2 separate regions of the Mus musculus genome follow, and region 1 is linked to region 2. Evidence: chromatin contacts called from public HiChIP or PLAC-seq data. All regions are on one chromosome and are shown on one strand. Each heading gives the region's core, a stretch centred on a gene start, on an enhancer-like site or on the middle of the called end of the contact. The rest is flanking DNA. Distances are from core to core; before and after follow the strand shown.

The links. HiChIP or PLAC-seq counts read pairs in DNA pulled down with a chosen protein or histone mark.
Region 1: a contact with region 2 is called in an H3K27ac HiChIP or PLAC-seq map of trophoblast stem cells, with 8 read pairs. The contact joins two enhancer-like sites. A contact is called at or near these places in 12 of 39 promoter capture datasets (3T3-L1-derived adipocytes, the C10 cell line, the HPC-7 cell line and 8 more), 1 of 15 datasets of contacts at CTCF or cohesin (CD8 T cells), 11 of 484 Hi-C or Micro-C datasets (LSK cells, Sertoli cells, Th1 cells and 8 more), 33 of 115 datasets of contacts at active chromatin or transcription factors (the 230-238 cell line, CD8 T cells, DN3 thymocytes and 25 more) and 4 of 9 other capture datasets (adipose tissue, embryonic stem cells, liver and 1 more).

Annotation. Positions count from the first base shown.
Region 1 is chr2:104,602,728-104,609,506 of GRCm38.p6, reverse strand. Cstf3 (cleavage stimulation factor, 3' pre-RNA, subunit 3) reads right to left here. Exons shown (of 21, transcript NM_145529.3): 2 at 535-636; 3 at 321-416. Among named protein-coding and RNA genes, the nearest start is that of Cstf3, 16 kb to the right of the region's middle. Within about 2 kb of position 4,601, at least 18 of the 459 cell types and tissues checked have an H3K27ac peak or open chromatin away from gene starts, as enhancers often do. A contact at or near this core is called in liver and trophoblast stem cells, where this site is marked.
Region 2 is chr2:104,445,992-104,452,777 of GRCm38.p6, reverse strand. It overlaps Hipk3 (homeodomain interacting protein kinase 3), which reads left to right. Exons shown (of 16, transcript NM_010434.2): 3 at 6,143-6,266. Among named protein-coding and RNA genes, the nearest start is that of Mir1902, 20 kb to the right of the region's middle. Within about 2 kb of position 3,392, at least 29 of the 459 cell types and tissues checked have an H3K27ac peak or open chromatin away from gene starts, as enhancers often do. A contact at or near this core is called in liver and trophoblast stem cells, where this site is marked.

The DNA of each region.
Region 1 (6,779 bases), core at 3,352-5,851, 160 kb before region 2:
AAATGAGTTCTAAATAAATGACACAGGAGGCAATAAATTGACACATGACAAGTAAATAAAAGGCTAAAGCACTCCAACACCATTGAAACTGTTTTAATGTTGTTGCAACTCCAAAATGCAACAATCATCAGCTTGTGAAAGACCCAAATTTCAAAGTCATTTTAATTACTCTTTCATACCTATTTTACAAAATAAAGGCAGAGACATTTAAATCCTCCTTGTCCTGATTATACTATGTTCCTAACTTCTTTTCTGTCACTATAGTGTAAGCTGTAATTGCCATCAGATGCTATATAAGAAAAAATAAATAAAATATTAACCTCTGCTTCAATGTACAGTTTCCAGAATCTGCCAGAACTGGGGAACTGGGCAACAAGGCGTTCGTAAGTCTTCCGTGCTTTGTCTATAGGTTGATTCTAAAATTGAAAACCAATAAACAGCATTTACAATGTTAGGAGTATAAAAATATTACTGCAGAACCAAGTAGTGTGATTGGACCCATAGAGAAGGAAATGTAATCCTATATCACTAAACCTGTGCCTCTCGAATGAGAATGCTCCAAGCATCAAGGTCATATGGATTTTCTTCTAATTTCTTTTCCGCTTTCTTCACCTTCTCTGGGACATATTCCGCTGCCTGAAGGGGGAAAAAGAAGAATAACAAACTGAAGTTACTGCTTTAGAAATTATATGTCCAATTAAGTCAAGAACAAGCACATCTATTCAATGTTAATGCAAAGTATTAGAATGTCATTTTATTTTATTTTTTTTTTTTAATAAAGATTTATTTATTTATTATATGTAAGTACACTGTAGCTGTCTTCAGACACACCAGAAGAGGGCGTCAGATCTCGTTACGGATGGTTGTGAGCCACCATGTGGTTGCTGGGATCTGAACTCCGGACCTTTGGAAGAGCAGTCGGGTGCTCTTACCCACTGAGCCACCTCACCAGCCCCTAGAATGTCATTTTAAAAAGAAGGCATTACGTGGACTATATGAACAGTATATTTTATCAGAAGTTACAGGTAGGCATGGTGGTACATGCCTTTAATCTCAGCACTGAAGAGGCAGAAATAGGAGGATCTCTTGAGGGAGATTAGCCTGGTCTACATAGCAAGTTCAAGGACAGCCAGAACTGCATAAAAAGAGTGAGTGATCATTTTTGTTCAAGGATACAACTTGTAGTTTGTTTATACAGCATAAAGAGAACTACACAAAAGAGATTAAGATGTAGCTTTATTTTTAGTGTCTGCCTAGCATGCGTGAAGTCTCAGGCACCACATATACTGGGTGTGATAGTACACACCAGTAATTCCAGCACTCAAGAGGTGGAAACAGGAAAAGCAGCAGAAAGCTATCCTTGATTGCACGAACTCTATGCCAGATTGTGCTATATGACACTGTCTTGGCTGTGTGTGTGTGTGTGTGTGTGTGTGTGTGTGTGTGTGTTACATATAAAGATGAATGCAATGAACAGAGAACTTAAAATATATTAAATCAGGCATAGATGTGTACATTTGTAATTGTAGCACATAAGAGGCTGAGGATAGAAGAGCATGAATTACAACCTGTCTTAAAAAGAAACTGATACTCATGTTGATCCCATTTAGATGGTGGTATTAGAGCCAAGTTAGGCATAGTGGTATATATATATATATGCCTTTGATCCCAGCACTTAGGAGGTACAAGAAGGTAGATGGTAAAGAATTCTAGGCTAGCTAGGGATACAAGGTGAGACCCTGTCTTAAAAACAAAACCAGAAAACAGTTCACAAGTTAAGATTGTTTGTTGCTCTTAGGGAGGACCTGAGCTCAGTTCTCAGAACCCACAAAGAATGACTCACAACTACTTATAACTTCATTTCTAGGATATAGGAAGCCCTCTGGCTTCTCTGAGCACCTTAAATATATGAGATACATGTAAACCTATGCAGATATACACATAAACATATCAAGTAAATCTTTAAAAACTTATACTCTCCAAACATCCCCATACTTCCCCACCCCAGTCCCCGGAGCCTTAATAACCAGGTCCTTACATATAGTTAGACAAGTATTTTACCACTTAATTTCATGTATCCCCAACTCTTCTCAGTCATTTAATAGGCTGGTTTTAGTTTCATTGCAGAAAATTTTCTTTGTGCTTTGAGTATAGTTTTCTGGTATTGTTAAAGAACTTGCCAAACATCTGAGGCCCTAAGTTCAAATCCTAGCATTGCACACTTGCGTGCCCACACCTCTTAAAAGAGGGGCACTAGAGTGATTCCTTAACAGTTAAGAGCATTTGCTGGTGTTCCAAAGGACCTGGGTTCAGACCTCAGCACACAAATGACAGTTCACAATTGTCTATAACTCTAGTTCCAAAGCACAGGCATAAAGTACATACATGGTGCACATGATATGAGCATGAAAAACACACTAAAAAAAGATATCTAAAAATGAACGAAAAAAGCAGCACCTAGTACCAAGCAGCATGAATACAAATACTATTTCACAAATTGTTTCAAATATTCCTACATACTAAAATGAAAAATTACACTCAAAAGAAATCTACAAATGCTAGCATAATCTCTGGATGCCCTGGAAATCAATATATAGACTAGGTTGGCTGGCCTTGAACTCACAGAGATCCACCTGCCTCTGCCAGGATTTAAGTGCTGGGATAAAGGGCATACGCCAATATATCTGGCACTGCTTCCTTTTATAAGTGAATTATTGAGAAATAATTCAGTCAAGCAACAATCTAGGAAAAAATTTAAAAGTCTTCCTTTTAGAATAAAATTGCCTGTGAGAAATAAACTCTCTTCTTAGAAATAAAATAGCCTTAACTACTGAAAGATATGAATTTACTTAGAAATAATTTTTATTTATATATTTTGTTTTTTGAGTCAGGATCTCACTCTGTAATCAGGCTGGCACTGAAAGCTGGTGAACCTCATGTCTCAGCCTCCAAAGCACTAAGATTACTGGTATGAGCCACCACACTGGCTTGAAGATATTCTAAGACTTCTGTAATCTAAATCAAAATTACCCTTTACTAATCTATAAGAGCTTTATGACTAGTGTTAAGAAAAGTAACTCCAGCCACATATTAAAACAACTAAAATTTGGTAATGGTAACAAATTAATCACTGAACCAATATGGCCCAAAACTATGGAAATATATGGAAAAACACTAATAGAGATAGCATTTTATATCAGAATGGTGATTTCCAGCAAATGTTAAAAAAAAAAAACAAAAAAGCTGGAATCCATTTTATCAAGATAAAGTCAAATTTCCACTTTTTTGTTCACCAAAATAGTTAATCTTTTTATATTATTTTTAAAAAGCCCCAAAAATAAAAACAAGGGTTAAAAATATTGCTTGTGATAAAAACATATGTTTAGATTTGCAAAACCCTGGGGTCCATCTTTAGTACACACACACAGAACTACACAATATTCTGAGATGCATCTTAAGTTTTTCATAAGCTTTTAAATAAAGTTAACTACATCAAGTTTTAAATTAGTATAAGAAAAACAACACACAGGCGGGCATGGGGTACATAACCTCAGAACTCAGAAGGCAAAGGCAAGAGGATCTTTGTAGGCTTTTGAGACCAGCCTGGTCTACAGGGCAAATTCCAAGCCAGTCAAGGATACAGTTAGACCTTGTCTCTAAAATGAAGTTTTCAGAAGGGCGGGTGTGGGAGGGGAGCACATATGAAAGGGCAGTAGCAGCCACTAAGCTTACTAGCATAAAGTCCAGTCAATAATGTGAAAGCCCACTGACTTAAAAAGAAAACAGAGAGAATGCAGCCAGGTAAATAGTTCAATAGCAGAGTGACTGCCTAGAGTAAAGAAAGCCTGTGTTCACCTGGAACCACTGATGGACAAAGGGCAAATAACTTTTTAAAAACCCAAAACAAATGAAATTTATTCAATGGGATAAATGAAATGTCATATAACTAACTAACACTGATATTCTGAAGCAGACCAAACTGACCAAAATCTAACAAGAATATCTGATGCTGATTTCTAGCAACTTAAACTACTATACAACAATATACAAGAAAACAGTCAGCTACTGGCCTAGTGGCTCATATATAAGACTAATAATTTAAATAGCCATGTCTGAATCAGTCAAATTATGAAATTTGGAGTCACTGAAAACAGTTAAGTATAAGTAGTAACACATTACAATCGCCATTTAGGCTGGCAGGGGGCACATATACATAACATATACTTATTAGGACACCATACCCTTAGAACTCTGAATTTTCACTATCCACGTGAGAAATATTTGCTCAATGCGAAGTATATTCTAGGTGTTATTTGAAGGAGTACCTGCACTTGACAAAGTAGAGAATTCTTTCAAAAGGTTTACTACTTGAAAAAACAATCAAAAAAAATTTAGAGGGGCATGGTGGCTCATAATTGCAATGTTAGAACGGAGGAGGTTAAAAAAATGACAATGCGCTCAAGGACAGCCTGTGCTACAAAGAAAGAATTTGCCTCAAAAAAACAACAAAACAAAACCAAGCAGGCTAGAAATGGCTCAGCAATTAAGAGCAACCGCTGCTTTCAGAGGACCCACATTCCAATCCTTCCGATCCTACACCTACAATCACATGCTTCCCAAATTCCTGTAACTCCAGCTCCAGGGGATCTGACAGTCTCTTCTGGCCTCCCTGGGAACATACCAGGCCACAAAACACATAAATATACACAAAGCAATTAAATAACCAAGAAGTGTTGTTTTGAGGTAACTTTAAAACAGTAATTACAGTCAGGCGTGGTTACACACACCTCTAATCCCCAGGACTTGGAAGGCAGATCTATTATAAGCCCCAGGCTTCAGAAGTAAGACCCCATCATGGGGAGTAGAGTGAACGGAAAATAAAAACAAAGACTGGAAGATTTAAAAAAAAAAAAAAAAAAAAAAGTTCCTAAATGGCCTCAAATCATGGGTTAAAAACAGCCTAAAAGTTGGTTCAGTGGTTAGGAGCTCTTGCAACTCTTACAATGGTTCAAATCCCAGCATCCGTATTGAGCCTCACAACAATTTGTAAGTCTACTTTCAGGAGATCCAATGCCTTCTTCTGATCTTCTTACGCACCAGGCATGCCCATAGTGCACAGAGATACATACACCCAGGCAAAACACCCATAACCACACAGCCACAAAAAACAAAACAAACAAAAACACTTAAAATTAAGTAAGAAGTAGGCACTAAGCAGGCTGGCAATATTGCAAACTTGATAACCTATGCTCAATACCTGGAACCCAGAAAAGTTGTCCTGACTTTTATGCACTCACAATTACATACCATTCACGAGCACCACACATACACACAATAATAATAATAATAATAATGATAATGATAATGATAATACTAAAGCACAAATAAAAGAAGGTTAAGGAAATGGTTGTTCAAAGTTTGTCCTGCTTTGCATTCATGAGGACTGGTGTTCAGACCCCAGCACTCACCTCAAAGGAATAGTTAGCTACTTACAACTAACTTCTTGTAACATTAAGCACAGGCATAGTGTGGCTTATGTGTCACACTATGGAACAAAGGAAAACTCCTGTTTCCTAGGATATGCAAAACAGAGACATGGTGTCATAGACATGACAAGTAAAGTCACAGGCCTTTGTGAGGAAGCTACAACTGTTTTTGCTAAATGGGCATAATCTACTTATCAAAACTGCTCTCTAAATAATTATGGTTTTGCCCAAATATTAGTGCTACTGCCAGGTTTGGTCAGAGAAGCTCCTGTTTGAATGAGCAGTAGTTAATTATCACAGACTCAATAGAGACTAAGGCTGCAACTACACAGCTCAACAAAAGAACATGTAGCCTTGAACATGTGGCAAGCACTTCAGAGACAGAAGCAGTTGCGTCTGAGTTTGAGGCCAGCCTGTTTACACAATTGAATTCCAGAACAGCCAGAACTCCATAGTGCAACCATGTCTCAAAAAAAAAAAAAAGTTCCAAATTCCAGCTTTTGTGTTCAGGCAACACTAGTGCCAAACAAGAAGGGTAGGAGCACTAAACTAAATAAATACAACAAAAGCTAAACTAAATCCCATAGCTCTATCCATCATTTAATTTTCTTTATGAATAACAACTTATATCACAGGTTGGCAAGATAACTCAGCAGGTTAGAGCACTGACTGCTCTTCTGAAGGTCCCGAGTTCAAACCCCAGCAACCACATGGTGGCTCACAACCACCCGTAATGAGATCAGACGCCCTCTTCTGGTGCATCTGAAGACAGCTACAGTGTATTTATAATAAATAAATCTTTCTGAGAGAGCGACTGGGGTTGACCTGAGCAAGCAGAGGTCCTATTCAATTCATCAACCACATGAAGGCTCACAATAATCTGTACAGCTACAGTGTACTCATATACATAAAATAAATACATTAAAAAAAAACAACGTATATTACAATTGACTACAAGAATGAAGGTTATAGTAAGTATATTATGCATTATATTAATTATCGGGTTTCATTATAAGTTATTTTTAGTAATAACTTTGTTGACATGAATCACATGCCATACAATCCACCCTTTTAAAAGTACATTGTTATTTTTTTTCTTTGTTTTGAGACAGCATTTTACTGTATAGCCCAGGCTATACAGTTCAAGACCCACCTACTTCTGCATCCCAAGGAGTACTCACTCTGCCTAGCCAAGATATACAAAGAGACTTCTTACAGATGTAGGCTTTCTCAATCAATGCTTATATTAGAAATTAAAAATGAATTTGAAATATTCAAAGTACTGACCTCAGA
Region 2 (6,786 bases), core at 2,143-4,642:
GTCTGCTGGATCATTCAGTCCATGAATACAGGGCAAGCTGTGGTCTCCTGTCCGTTACTATAGCCACTCTTGTCCACGATGTAAACAGACACGTCAAACCCAGAGGAAACTATCAAGATTCTCTTCATCCCCTTTGTCTTTCTATATCCCTTTTCTTTTGCTTGTTGTAGAAAGTTACAGGCTATTTAATCATAAAAGGCTGTAGTAGGTAGTTTCTTAAATTATGGACCTATTTTCAGAAAAAAATTTTTTTAAGGTTTATTTATTTATTATGTAAGTACACTGTAGCTGTCTTCAGTCACACCAGAAGAGGGCATCCAATCTCATTACAGATGGTTGTGAGCCATTGTGTGGTTGCTGGGATTTGAACTCAGGGTCTCTCCAGCTCTCGCTCCAGCCCCGCTTGCTGTAGCTGTCTTCAGACACCCCAGAAGAGGGCATGAAATCTCATGGATGGTTGTGAGCCACCATGTGGGATATGAACTCAGGACTTTCAGAAGAGCAGTCAGTGTTCTTAACCGCTGAGCCATCTCTCTAGCCCCACAAAAATATTTTTCAGGTCAGTTAATATTTTCATTTTCTAAAATGCGATGAATTTCTCAATGGCCTCTGCCTCCAGCTCCAGGGGAGTCCAAAATCTCTGGCCTCCTCAGACACCTGCACACACATACACATACCCACACATAGACATACACATAATTAAAAACAAGTCTTTAAAAAAAAAATCTCAGCTCCATTCTTATACTTGATAATTCTGGGCCCTGCATTTCTTTTCTTTCGTTCATAGCAAACCATTTTAAGATCTGCCACTTTCTGTGCTTCTGTGGGTGGGCTGCACTCAGCCCAGCAGTTCTTGTATGTGAAATCTTTTGCTTACCTGAGTTGTTGCAGTTTGATTGTACAACATTTTCTTTAAATGATCAATGCATTAACAGTTATTTCTATGGCACCTGACCCATTGCTAACTCTCAGTAAATGATATCTGTTTTTGTTCTAAGTCCTAAGATGTTCAGCTGTCTTAAATGCAAGCTGGCTAGCATGTCAGAGTTTCTTGCCTGCTACCTGTTGAACTTATATATTTGATTCTACCAAAAAATTCCTCTAGTTTCATGAGTTCTAAAAGCTTTGTTAAAATTCATTGCTTGGATAGAGAGCACCTGCTATGTGCCAGGCAGTGTTCTTTAGATGCTAGCGTCACAACACTGGAACAAAAAGTCCAAGTCTTGTGCCTTCATAGAATGCTAGTCTGCTGGAGCAAGCGGAAAAGAGACAATGAGCCAATATAGAAATCAGTTGTTGGAAAGTGTTACAAAGGAACAACCGAGCAAGATCTAGACGGAAAGCCAAACGCCACAGAGTCTTCCACTTGTGTAAGACTGCGACAGGGTCTTTGTAATAAAATGATCATTAAGCAGAAAGTCAAATAAGAGAAGGCAATCAAGTCTTGCTTCTTGGAGTAATCTCCCAGGTATCCTTAAGTGGAATCGTTTGAGCAGGTTTGAAGAGGTTTTTGTGCCAATGCAGTTTGCTCACAGCATGTTAAGAGTATGGCAGGAAATCCTGGTGTAGCTGAGGTTTGGGACCACTGTGAGGAATTGTTCACTAAGATAGGATTCTCCTGGGGATTCTAGGGTGAGGAATGCTGTGGTCTGGTGTATGTTGCCTCTCTTGCTGCTATCTTGCTATGTGGCAGAAAACAAGGACAGAAGCTGAAACAGAAGTTGTTGGTGCAATCCAAACAAGATGTCCATCTGGATTAGAGAGTGTAGTCGTGGAGTAATGGTGAAGGTGGAGTAATGTGGTCGGTCAGTTCTGCATCTATTTTGATGCTAGCTAGTGAGATTTGCTAATAGATGTGGAAAGTGAAAGAGAAGGGGCATATTTGACCTTCCTGGCTTGGGGACTGAGAAACCAAAGATGGGGGAAGCTGGAGGGTGGAAGTGGTTAGAGGACATAAGTCTTTTTCAGTTTGTTCACTTTGAGGCACCTTAGATCCACCTCCTTCCCCGTTCCCTGCTTCTCTCCCCTCTCTCTTATGTCTTCCCCTTTGTTTGCCCCCCCCCCTTTCTCTTTCTCTGCTGGACTTCTAACCTGGACTTTGCACATGTTAGGTAAGTGCTCTATCACTGAGCTAAGTTAGTACTCAATCTATCATTTTTTTAAAAATTGCCAAGAAGTATACACAGTTTATTGCCCATCATCTGATAAATGGTCACCTAAAATGTATGCAACGGGCTAGGTACTATTTAGCAATAAAAAAGAAATACTAAGAATATAGTACATAAACAAAAGCTGTTGGGATGACCCATACCTTTAGTTCCAGAATTTAGGAGGTAGAGTCAGATGGACTTCGGAGTTCCAGGCCACTCTGGACTGCAGAGCAAAATGGAAGCTGGCTAGCCAGGACTACATAGTCAGACTCTTGAGTACAGGTTACAGAATGCAGGTGATCAGTTTGTTGTGATTCCTCAGGGAAAATAAATGTAGAAAGAGAAGGTTGATGTTCAAAGTTAAGCTAGGTACAAGAGTTAATGAAGCAGAGCTAAGACGTTGGTTACTGAGAACATTATGCCTCTGTCCTAAACACTGTGCTTTAATGGTTGCACAGTTCTGTGACTGTTTTGGAACTCCTCAGGACTGTGCCTGTCTTGTCTGGTTTTTGTCATTGTTGTTTGTTCTTAAAACCTTTCCCATACCTGCCTCTAGCTTAGAAGACCTCTGAATTGAGTGGTTTTAATATTCCCAAAGATTAATAATTTTTTTATCTTGTTTAAATTGGTGTTGTATATCTCAGTTGTCTTTACCCTGTCAAAGTCAGGAAAGCATGCAGGTGCACACACACTCTTATCATGAAGCAGCATAGAGCACACCTGCCTTTTATGTTGAAGAAATCATCATTGCCTTGAGCTTGATCAGACCTGGGCTTAAGTCTGAGGCCTAACACATCAGCATTACGCTTACTTCATTAACACAAAGAAATGAAGATTTCTGCTTGTAAAATCACTCTAGTGGGAGACATCTTCTGACCAGTTCTCCTCCCTGTTCTACTCCTACCCTGGCACCCCAGGACCTCATGCTTGCTAGGAAGGCCTTCTAAGGTTGAACTACATCCATAGCTCAATACTTCTTGATGAAAATACCACCAACACAGATTCAGAGTTTAATAGTGACAGCCCATGGTACCTGCAATTATAGGTATAGTTGTTTCTAGAACTGGACATACTGAACCTAAACCAAGACAGCCCTTTTCCTAACAGCGATGGAATTATTTTGCTAGTAACTCAACATTTGACTTGAACAAGTAGGTAAAAATGGAACAACCCCCCCTGAGATGTTCCATTAATAGCCATCTTTTCTGAGTGACTCTTACTTCACTGCATTCTTATTTGAAGAATTCCAAGCATTCCCTTCCAGTACTCTATCAGTAGTCTACCAGTCCATTCAGAGGTCTGTTCTCACTGAGGAAAATTGCCTTTCAACTTGCCAATTTTCAGTGTTAAGCTGTGTTTTATATCAATATTTCAAGTTTTTAGAAAGACAGAGTATTTGTAATGAACATCAATAGACTTGACTAAAAACACATGGCAGAAAAAGAAACATCATTTTATATATAGATATACTTTGTTTCCATGTGACCTCAACTTTGGCGCTGTAGGGTTTAGATTGGACTCCTGACAGTGTGTAACTACTTATAAAGTGAGCCTTCAGGCTCTGTTGGACTGTTCACTGAATACACTAATTTAATTTGTGACTTGTCTATGTATAATGCACAAAATGATGTTTATGTATGCAGACGTCTGTTTATACAAACGTATATTTCCCAAGCTGGTAAAGGAATTGGAAACAATTTTAATCACTGCAGTGACTTTGTGATGTTCTTACAATGCGTAAGCTTTAAAGTTTGGGTTCTTTAGACTGGGTTTCTGTAGCTCAAAGTGACCTGGGATTCTCTGTGTCCACACTGGTGTTCAACTCATTGTAGTCCTCTTGCTTAAGCCTCCCAAAACTGCATTACAGGTGTGAGCCCCCTCATCTGGCTTAGAGTTTGTTTTGTATTGCAAGAACAGCTAGTAGAAACCTTGTTTCTCTGTCAGGTTCATCTAGGATGTAGGTGCTTTACCGTGTTGCTTCCCTACTTTTACATGTGATGTTGTACATAGAAAATGTATGCCATGGTGAATGACAGACAGCAAGGAAACTGTTTTCCACACAATAGGGCTCGGTCTCGAATGAACTTACAGAGACTGGCAGCAAGTCTATGATCTGCAAAAGTTCAAGCCAGACAAACTCCTTGCTTGGGGAAAGGAAAATGGTGGGCAGAAAGTCCAAATCCTCAGTCAAGAAACTGTTTGTAACTAGTAGTGGCTGGAGTGGCACTGAGCGTGCTGGCCACACTCCAGGACAGGCCCCACGTCCAGGAGGAGTTGGTCAACACAAAACAGACTCCATGGTTTCTCTATTCTTATTTCCCTCCCTCCCTCCCTCCCTCCCTCCCTCCCTCCCTCCCTCCCTCCCTCCCTCCCTCCCTCCCCTCTCTCCCTCCCTCCCTCCCTCCCTCCCTCCCTCCCTCCCTCCCTCCCTCCTTCCTTCCTTCCTTCCTTCCTTCCTTCCTTCCTCCTTTCCTTTTAAGAAGAAGTTGGTTGTATGGATGTGATCTAGAGGTGGAAAACGAATACAGTCTAAATATATTGTATGAAAAATTTGAAAAACATATTAGTAACTAAATAAAATAATTTGGTCACATTAGTTTTGGACTTGGTGAGTGTGTTTGTGTGTGTTGTATATATGTATGCAGGTAAGTGCACATGTGCACTTGTGCCACAGAGCATGTGTGGAGGTCAGAGGGTACTCCCTGGAGTTCCTTCCCTTTTCTTCCCACGTGGAGTTCAGGGACTGAAGTCAGTTTGCCTGCTTGGTGACCTGTTTACCTGTGGAGCTATTTGATTCACCCAGCATTGTTAATACAATCCGCCAATGTGCAATAGGTTCTGAGGCATACATGGTAGAAATGTTCAGTGCTCAGTTCCTAATGTTTGTGAATACTTTGTGTCTGCAGAGGAAAATATCTGTGTAGGGAAAAAGAGAATATGGCAATATGACCAGTTATTCTCAAGTCTTTTAGGGGTAAATATTCATTGTTCTGTCCTTGAAAGTTAAACCCACATATGTGCATACACCTAGGATAACGGTGTGTGATTCCTTTGCTATGCAGCTGTACATGGAGGCTCTGTTAAAGCATGCTAGTTCTCTTCAGAAGGTGGATGGAGGCTCCTGCCACTTTAGACTCCTCATGAGAAAGCCACAGGACATAGTAGCATAATTAATCTGAGAATGAAATATTTTTCCAAATAACTGAAGTGTTAAGATGCATTTTAATTGTTCTATCTTAAACCATATTTTTAAAAAATTAACTTAAAAAACTTTATATTGATATGTATTGGTGTTTTGCCTACATGTAAATGCCTACATGGTATGTGCCTGGTGCTTGTTGAGGCCAGGAGGAGGCATAGGATACCTTTGAACTAGAATTACGGACAGTTGTGACTGCCATGTGGATGTTGGGAATTGAACTATGGAAGAGCAGGCAGTATTCTTAACTACCGAGCCATTTATCTAGCCCATACTTTTACCTTCAAACCTGAATATGCTGCACTTGTCTCTAAGGATGACCAAGGACACAGTTATGTGACTGTTCATTACTGTTATGTTCTGAAGTCACATGGAGGTCTAGACTATTAGCTTCAGGAACTTTGTTTTCATTTGGTCTTAACTTTCACTGCCTGTTTGAGTTCTTTTGATATTACAAATGTTTAATTTTTTGTCAGCTTTCATGTATTATTTCTAATCTGCTGTAGCTTGAAAAGCATGGTGTGTGTTGTTTTGTTTTTTTCAAGCATTAATAGAGATGTTGTTAAGGGAAAGGCTCGTGGGGAAGAGACTTCATTATGGAGCTGTGCTCACGGTCCCTTTACATGACCGAGGGTTAGGATCGGGGTTTGACAAGTTCTCAGCGACATAACTAAACATGATTTTTCTGTCATTTAGAACTTTTCTTAGAATGTCAAATAAAATTCGGTAATTTAAAGTGAAAAGGAACCTGACTTTCTTCTTTTCCTCTCCCCGCGCCCCACCCCACCCCCAGAGCTCCAGAGATTATATTGGGGTTGCCGTTTTGTGAAGCCATAGACATGTGGTCACTGGGATGCGTGATCGCAGAGTTATTCCTTGGATGGCCACTCTACCCAGGAGCCTTGGAGTATGATCAGGTAACAGAACTGAACAGTGATGGAATTGCTAGAAAGGAAGCATAATCTATAGTCTTAGAGCATTGCATGATTCTCCATACACAAAATGTGAAAATCTCCATGAATGTCAAAGCTTAAGAAATTTAAATTCACTTAACATTAGCTCTTGACTTCAAAGCTCTTTTCTAACACTCTGGTGGTAAAGCACGGCCAAGGCAACTTGTAGGAGGAGGGGTTTATCTTGAGCTTAGAGTTCCAGAAAGAGTCCATGATGGCAGGGCAGAGGCAGAGGCAGCAAGTGCTGGAGCTACAGCTGGGGTCTCAGATCTCAACCCACAAACAGGAAGCAGAGAGAGCTGTGCAAAACAGCAAGAGGCTGCTGAAGCTCCAGGTCCACCCCTGTTGACATATTCCCTCCAGCAAGGGCACATACCTTCCTATTCCCCCCAAACATTCACCTACTGAAGACCAAGTATTCCAGTGCCAGAAACTCTTAAGGGGACAGCCTATTCAAACTACCACATTTTTATAAACTAGTTAC